Linked DNA regions of Sus scrofa: region 2 is linked to region 1. A link is a contact called in public Hi-C data. All regions are on one chromosome and are shown on one strand. The core of a region is the stretch at or near the end of the contact, and the rest is flanking DNA. Distances in the headings are between cores, read along the strand shown. Region 1 overlaps CAT (catalase). Region 2 overlaps ABTB2 (ankyrin repeat and BTB/POZ domain-containing protein 2).

Region 1 (3,699 bases), core at 526-3,025:
TTTTTATTTATTCTTTTTTTCTTTTTTTTTTTTTTTTTTTTTTAGCTATTTCTTGGGCCGATCCCGAGGCATATGGAGGTTCCCAGGCTAGGGGTCGAATCGGAGCTGCAGCCACTGGCCTACGCCAGAGCCACAGCAACTCGGGATCCGAGCCGCGTCTGCAACCTACACCACAGCTCACGGCAACGCCGGATCGTTAACCCACTGAGCAAGGGCAGGGACCGAACCCGAAACCTCATGGTTCCTAGTCGGATTCGTTAACCACTGCGCCACGACGGGAACTCCAAGTAGAATTTCTTATTGGTACATTCGTATTTGTATCAGATTTGTCTCTTGCTACAGAGAAAATCCAGTCTTGAGTAATATTGTTCATAATCCTTCAATGGATTACTGATGAAAGTTCTATAACTTTGCCAATAAGTTTCAGTTTGAACTTGTTTCTTTCGTTCTGTAGACTGACCAGGGCATCAAAAACCTTTCCGTTGAAGATGCAGCAAGACTTTCCCAGGAAGATCCTGACTATGGCATCCGGGACCTTTTTAATGCCATTGCCACCGGCAACTATCCCTCCTGGACTTTTTACATCCAGGTCATGACATTTCAGGAGGCAGAAGCTTTTCCATTTAATCCTTTTGATCTTACCAAGGTGAGTCAGTTAACAGCTAAATTGTTTTCTCTTTCAAATGTCTTCGCATCTGATTTTATTTATTTATTTATTTATTTGTCATTTTTTTTTTGTTGTTGTTGTTGTTATTGTTGCTATTTCTTGGGCCGCTCCCGCGGCATATGGAGGTTCCCAGGCTAGGGGTTGAATCGGAGCTGTAGCCACTGGCCTACGCCAGAGCCACAGCAATGCAGGATCCGGGATCCGAGCCGCGTCTGCAACCTACACCACAGCTCATGGCAACGCCGGATCGTTAACCCACTGAGCAAGGGCAGGGACCGAACCCGCAACCTCATGGTTCCTAGTCGGATTCGTTAACCACTGCGCCACGACGGGAACTCCCGCATCTGATTTTAAAACATTTGCAGTCAAAGGTTCATAATGATAGGGAAGTCACAGAGAGAACACATGGAGTTACTTGAGAGTTTCCTGGCCTGTGAATGAGGGCTCCCTTGAATCTCTATCCTTCTAGTTCCTCTTTGTTGAGCTTATTGAGCTCATCTGGGTGGCCTGATTTTTCTTATTAATAGGCAAACAATTTTTTTTTTTTTTTTTTTGGCTTTTTGTCTTTCTAGGGCTACACCCACAGCATATGGAGGTTCCCAGGCTAGCGGTCCAATCAGAGCCACAGCAATGCAGGAGCCAAGCCGCTTCTGTGACCTACACCACCGCTCACAACAATGCTGGATCCTTAACCCACTGAGCAAGGCCAGGGATCCAACCCTCGTCCTCACAGATGCTAGTTGGGTTCGTTAACCACTGAGCCATGACAGGAACTCCAATAGGCAAACAAATTTTGATAAGTTGATGTACCTTTGCCCAGGGAGGGTGTCAGTATTTACTCTTTCCTGTTGTTAAAGTTTGCACCAAAGCACTCACCTTAAGTTCTTATCATTGTATTGAATTAAAACATTATTTTCACTTCTTTTCATTGGCTCCATTGTATTTAAAAGCTGATATTTTCTGTGGGTACTTTAATTTTCTTCTGTTGGTTGTCTGGTAATTGTGAACATGACATTGTTTTTAGGTTTGGCCTCACAGCGAATACCCTCTTATCCCAGTTGGTAAACTGGTCTTAAACCGGAATCCAGTTAATTATTTTGCTGAGGTTGAACAGATGGCCTTTGACCCGAGCAACATGCCACCCGGCATTGAGCCCAGCCCTGACAAGATGCTGCAGGTAAACTGTGGACTGAGAGATGCTGAAGCAGGACTGTATGTGCATGTGTGCAGCCCCCCACCCCACCCCCAGTGTAATTTGGCATGATCTTTATATGAAGAATTAACTAGAACACCATTTAAACTTCAGTTTGGATCCTGAGTTCCTATGGGACTGACCAAAACATCCTTAAATGAGCATTATGGTATAAAACAAATTTCACAGATCCTTCAATATGGTAAGACTTGGACATTTGGTCTCTTAATTTAAAAGAAGTGATATTAGAAATGCCTGAGGTATTTGTAGGGTAAAGTATTCTTTTTCAGGCTGTCATCTGGGAGGGAGAATATCAGTAATTGATTATCACACTTGGCTAGCATAATTTTATTCATTTCCTCTTCCTTGGTAAAGCTTAAATTTTTCCACATGTAGAAAGAGACCCAGAGATGTTTTTTACAAACTCAATTTATGTTTTCCATTGATTAAAGGCAGTGGGTTAATTTAACTGCTTGTCTTGGTAATGTTCCTAGGCACTCAGTTCTCGGTGCTTTTTTTTTTTTTTTTTTTCTTTTTTGGGCTACTCCTGCAGCATATGGAGGTTCCCAGGCTAGGCATCTAATCAGAGCTACAGCTGCCGGCCGACGCCAGAGCCACAGCAACACCAGATCTGAGCTGCATCTTCGACCTACACCACAGCTCATGGCAGTGCTGGATCCTTAACCCACTGAATGAGGCCAAGGATTGTACTCACAACCTCATGGTTCCTAGTCGGATTCGTTTCTGCTGTGCCAAGATGGGAACTCCTCAGTATTTTTTTTTTTCTAAAAACACTCACCAATATGTTCTTTCAAGAGTACAAAGAGCGGAAAATTCTTATTTGGATCAGAAATTAGTAGGAAAATAACTGGCTTAATAATTATTGAGTAAATCAATCATTTGTGTTCTTGGACTATGTCCATGATACAAAGATTAAAGTTTATACCCTAGATCAGACCACAGTGACCAACAGCTGTTTCTTATGTAAGCATCTGATTCCAGTTCAGTTGTCATGCTCCACGCAGGCAAGCTAAGATGCCTTTGTTCTTTTGCTTTTTTATTTTATTTTATTTATTATTATTTTTTTTATTTTTAGGGCTACACTTGTGTCATATGGAATTCCCAGACTAGGGTTGAATCAGAGCTACAGCTGCTGGCCTGCGCCACAGCCACAGCCACAGCAACGCAGGATCTGGTCTGTGTCTGTGACCTACGCGACAGCTCATGGTAACACCAGATCCTTAACCTGCTAAGCAAGGCCAGGGATTGAACCTGCAACCTCATGGTTACCCACTGGATTCATTTCTGCTGCGCCACCATGGGAACTCCATTAGCTCTTTTGCTTTGACATTGGGAACATTTTTTAGAAAATAAGTTCTTATTAGTTTTTGGTTCAATTTAGCTCCTGTAAGTTGAATACTTATCTACTGGTAGACTGTCGTGGCTGCTCTAACAGATACAAAAACACAAGATAACTGTCATGTGGAGCAGAGTGTCCTGGTGGATGGGAAGGAGAAATCTCGTCTGAGAGGAAGGTGCTTACAAAGTTTTGAGAACAAGGTAGCATTTGATGGCTTGGGAAGGATGGATAGGATTTCAATTTTCAACAGAGGTAAAATGGGGCAGGAGAAGGACGTGTGTGTATAGACACAAAGGCAGATCATGTTGGATATGTTTAAACTATGAACAGTCATTCTTTCTTGAGTGAGAAGGAACAATCCTGGGGGCACTGAGCATATGACAGAGGGGACCTTAATGCTTAGGTAGAAGTGTGTACAGTTGTCCTTTCTAGGAAACGTTTTCTTCGGTTTGGAGAAACATGATCTAGTATGTATTAAGT
Region 2 (3,699 bases), core at 423-2,922, 210 kb before region 1:
AAGGTGAACTCTGGAAAACCCGGCAATAGTCACAACATCGGGCAGAGTGTGGGGCAGAGAACTCACACGTGGACCACTGAGCTTTTTCCAGTGGAAAAAAGACCCCTGTGGTGTTCAGAGAACTTTTTAAGAGATTCTGGGTGGCCGCCCTCCAAAGCATTGATGTAACACATCAAGAACTTGAGTGACCCAGGAAGCATGAGTCTTAGAACTGCTGCCTCTTAAAAAAAATCCACCGCATGACCACAGTTCTTTGTCAAATGCCGTCCTTGACCCAGGCTGGTTGAGCACACCAGGTCCTGTGAGCCAAGGGCAACATCGAGGCCCTTTTGTATGAGGGCAACACCGTCAAAACACAAACCCAGTCTTGATCCCAAAATATCAGCCCTTCCCCCAACTCATGCATATAATCACCTAGGTGAGAGCGCTTCTCTCTATGCTGGGGCTATAAATATGTTTAGAACTACTGTGCTTTCTAAACTTCTTAAAGTGAATATGATTTACTGGTGCAGTAAAAAGTGATTGTTATAAAGAAACGGGATGTGATGGGGGAGATGCACTTGGAGCAGAGGGTGATAAAATGTTTCCTCTGAGCATGGGAATATCCATAATTTCAAAAATGACAGAAAAGTAGTTAGCTCAAATTAAAAAAATTTTTTTGGCCATGCCCATGGCATATGGAAGTTCCTGGGCTAGGGATTAAACCTGTGCCACAGCAGTGACCCTAGCACTTCAGTGACAATGCCAGGTCCTTAAACTGCTGCACCACAAGAGAACTATGACATTAAATTTTTATATAAGAAAACAAGGGGAATGTTTAAAAAAAAAGTACTATGATCTAACTACCTACAAACTCAGAATGGAGGTCATCTAACATAAAAGATAGTTATTTCTGCACGGGAGAACTTCAGATGACTTTTTTCTCTATTATTCTTCACATCTTTTTTTTCCTACAGAATAAATAATGAACACGCATATTTTAATAGGATTCATTTCCCCTGCACCACAATGGGAACTCCTAAACAAAATCATTATTACAACATTTTTGTGAGCTCACAGTGGCAAAAAAAAAAAAAAAAAAAAAAGGAAAACTTGTTTCCTATATAGACAGTACTTTAAAAAAAAGAAGAAGAAAAAAAAAAAAAAAAAAAAAACACCAAGGGAAAGAAATTCAGGAAGTTCCCGTCAGGGCGCAGCAGAAATGAATCTGACTAGGAACCATGAGGTTGCGGGTTTGATCCCTGGCCTCACTCAGTAGGTTAAGGATCCAGCGTTGCCATGAGCTGTGGTGTAGGTTGCAGACGTGGCTCAGATCCCAAGTTGCTGTGGCTGTAGCTCCAATTGGACCCCTAGCCTGGGAAACTCCATTGCTGCGGGTGTGGCCCTAAAAAGACAAAAAAAAAAAAAAAAAGAAAGAAAAAAAGAAAAAAGAAATTCAGGCACAAACTGTCCTATTTCCTAAGCAGGAGGTGAGATTTTTATCTGCAGGTCTCATTCCCAAATCAGCCCCTCTGAGAGCCAGCCCATTCACCTGGCCAGATGGTGGTGACTCAGGGGCCACCTCATGGGGGGTGTTGGGGGGACACCCTTCCTGTGGCATCCTGCTGACACTCAGCCCAACTGCATACTCACTGCGTTGAGCCTGCATGATCACGGCGCAGCCACGCAGTGGCCTGGACCGCCAGTACGGGGGCAGGGTCAGGCTGCAACATACTGGCACTGAGGACAGCGAGAGCCAGGGAAATCCTCATGCCACAAAGCCCAGTGTCACCAAGCATGAAAAGGTGACAGTGTTGCCAGTGCTGGGGGTTGGGAATACAGGTGGGTCTGGAGACGGGAGAGGAGGCAAAGCTTGTCCTGGGAGCCAAATCTGAGCTACATCCCCAGGGAGAGCAGTGCTGCTGGCAGGAAAAAGAGGGGAGCAGAAGTCTCCACGTGTCAACCCAGCAGAAGGAGAGGGTAAATGAGCCCGAGCACCTGTAATACACACACGTCACTCCTTGGGAGTTAAAAAAAAAAAAAAAAAAAAAAAGAGGCAATTATCACAAGGTCCAGGGCAGGAGGCCAAGATATTTATTAATAGAACATGAGTGCATTAGTCAGAAATGTACTGTGCTAGAGTCCTTCTAACAAACATAACCTGCTTCAGTCAGCTTTGCTTCCCATTCCAAATGGCTCTGGCTATTAGACACTCCAGATGATTTAATAGCATGAGTCAGAAGGAAGAAGGTTCAAAACTTAGCGCTCAATCTTATTGGCTGTGTGATGTTGGACTAGTTACTTAACCTCTCTGAGCCTCAATTTTTTCATCTGTATAACAGACCTAATAATAGTTCATAATTCACAGGATTATTTGAGAATTAAAAGAAGCAAGCATTTAGCAAAACATTTCATAAATATGTAGTAAATATCCTTCTATTGTAATATTCATATAAGTGGCCTGATTCCCAGGGCCAGTGCCTCTGGGATAAAGCCATCAGATATCATATAAAAGTATTTATCAGTATCCAGAGGAAGGGATGGACCCGATACTAATCTATCCTATTATTTCCTGAAGGTCTGTGCTGATAAAGAATCATGCTTTGCTCACCACGCAAGGGTCATTTATTCTTTACTCACTCACTCATTTCTTCAACTAATGAGCCAATACTCTGCTAGAAGTGGCTATGCTCTGAGGATAGAAAAATGAACAGGCCATAACAGATCTAGCCTCTTGATGTTTGCAGTCTGGTGAAGGAGAGCAAACAGTACACAAGCCAAGTCAATAATATGTGCAAAGGGCCACATGGAGTCAGACCAAGGAGCCCAGGAGGGTCTCTAAGCCAGACTACCTAGGCCTAGTAGTCAAGGAAGGCTTCCTGGAGGAAGGGACGTGGCTGATGAATAGTTATCAGTCTGGCGAAGGGGTTGTTCCCATGCAGAGGAAGAGCCTGTATAGGGAGGTTCTGGGACAGTGATAGGTTGGGGAGGGGCCCCTGGGCTTGTCACGAAGCTGTGTTTGTAGAGTCAGCACATTATTCAAACTTAGACTATGTGTTTATTTGGGGCAGCCTGGGAGGTGGCTGATGGAGATCGTTGCCCTCTCTCCACCCACGCTTAGAGCCACTATAAAGCCAGGATTAGCGGACTCTTCCTGCAAAGGGTCAGAGAGTAAATATTTTTGGCTTTGCGTGTCTCTGTCGCAACTACTCAACTCTGCCAGCATAGTGTGCATTTGAACAACAGATAAACAAAGGGGCACAGATCTGAATTTTACATCATCTTCATGTCTCATAAACTAGTCTTCTTTTCATACCTTTTCAACTGTTTAAAAATGTAAAACTAACTTTTGACTCGAGGGCCATATGAAAACAAGTGTCAGGTAGGATTTGGCCCCAGGACTCTGCTGGCTGCCCCTTGTCCTAATCCAGAGCCCCTCAGAGGGATGGAGAGGGGGTAGCTGGGACAGAGGCTAAGGGGCCGGGACTCTGTCCTGACAGCAATGAGGACTCACTGAAGGGGTTTCAGCAACTAAGTGACAGGGTCATAGGTGCATTTTGACAGACAAATCCAGCAGCAGTCTGGCAAAGGAGCATCTAGATTAGAGAGTCCCACTGCTGCCTGAAAACTTTTTTTTTTTTTTTTTTTTTTGGTCTTTTTGCCTTTTCTAGGGCCGCTCCTACGGCACATGGAGGCCCCCAAGTTAGGGGTCCAATTGGA

Evidence for each region. Hi-C and Micro-C count contacts between places; a contact is called where the count stands out from the background.
Region 2: a Hi-C map of liver shows a contact between it and region 1, with 2.1 times the contacts expected there. The contact joins two enhancer-like sites. A contact is called at or near these places in 3 of 47 Hi-C or Micro-C datasets (embryonic fibroblasts and liver).

What each region holds. Positions count from the first base shown.
Region 1 is chr2:26,507,592-26,511,290 of Sscrofa11.1, reverse strand. CAT (catalase) reads left to right here. Exons shown (of 13, transcript NM_214301.2): 7 at 455-646; 8 at 1,692-1,844. Among named protein-coding and RNA genes, the nearest start is that of CAT, 24 kb to the left of the region's middle. Within about 2 kb of position 1,775, at least 5 of the 83 cell types and tissues checked have an H3K27ac peak or open chromatin away from gene starts, as enhancers often do. A contact at or near this core is called in liver, where this site is marked.
Region 2 is chr2:26,715,719-26,719,417 of Sscrofa11.1, reverse strand. All of the region lies in intron 1 of ABTB2 (ankyrin repeat and BTB/POZ domain-containing protein 2), which reads right to left. Among named protein-coding and RNA genes, the nearest start is that of NAT10, 110 kb to the left of the region's middle. Within about 2 kb of position 1,672, at least 18 of the 83 cell types and tissues checked have an H3K27ac peak or open chromatin away from gene starts, as enhancers often do. A contact at or near this core is called in liver, where this site is marked.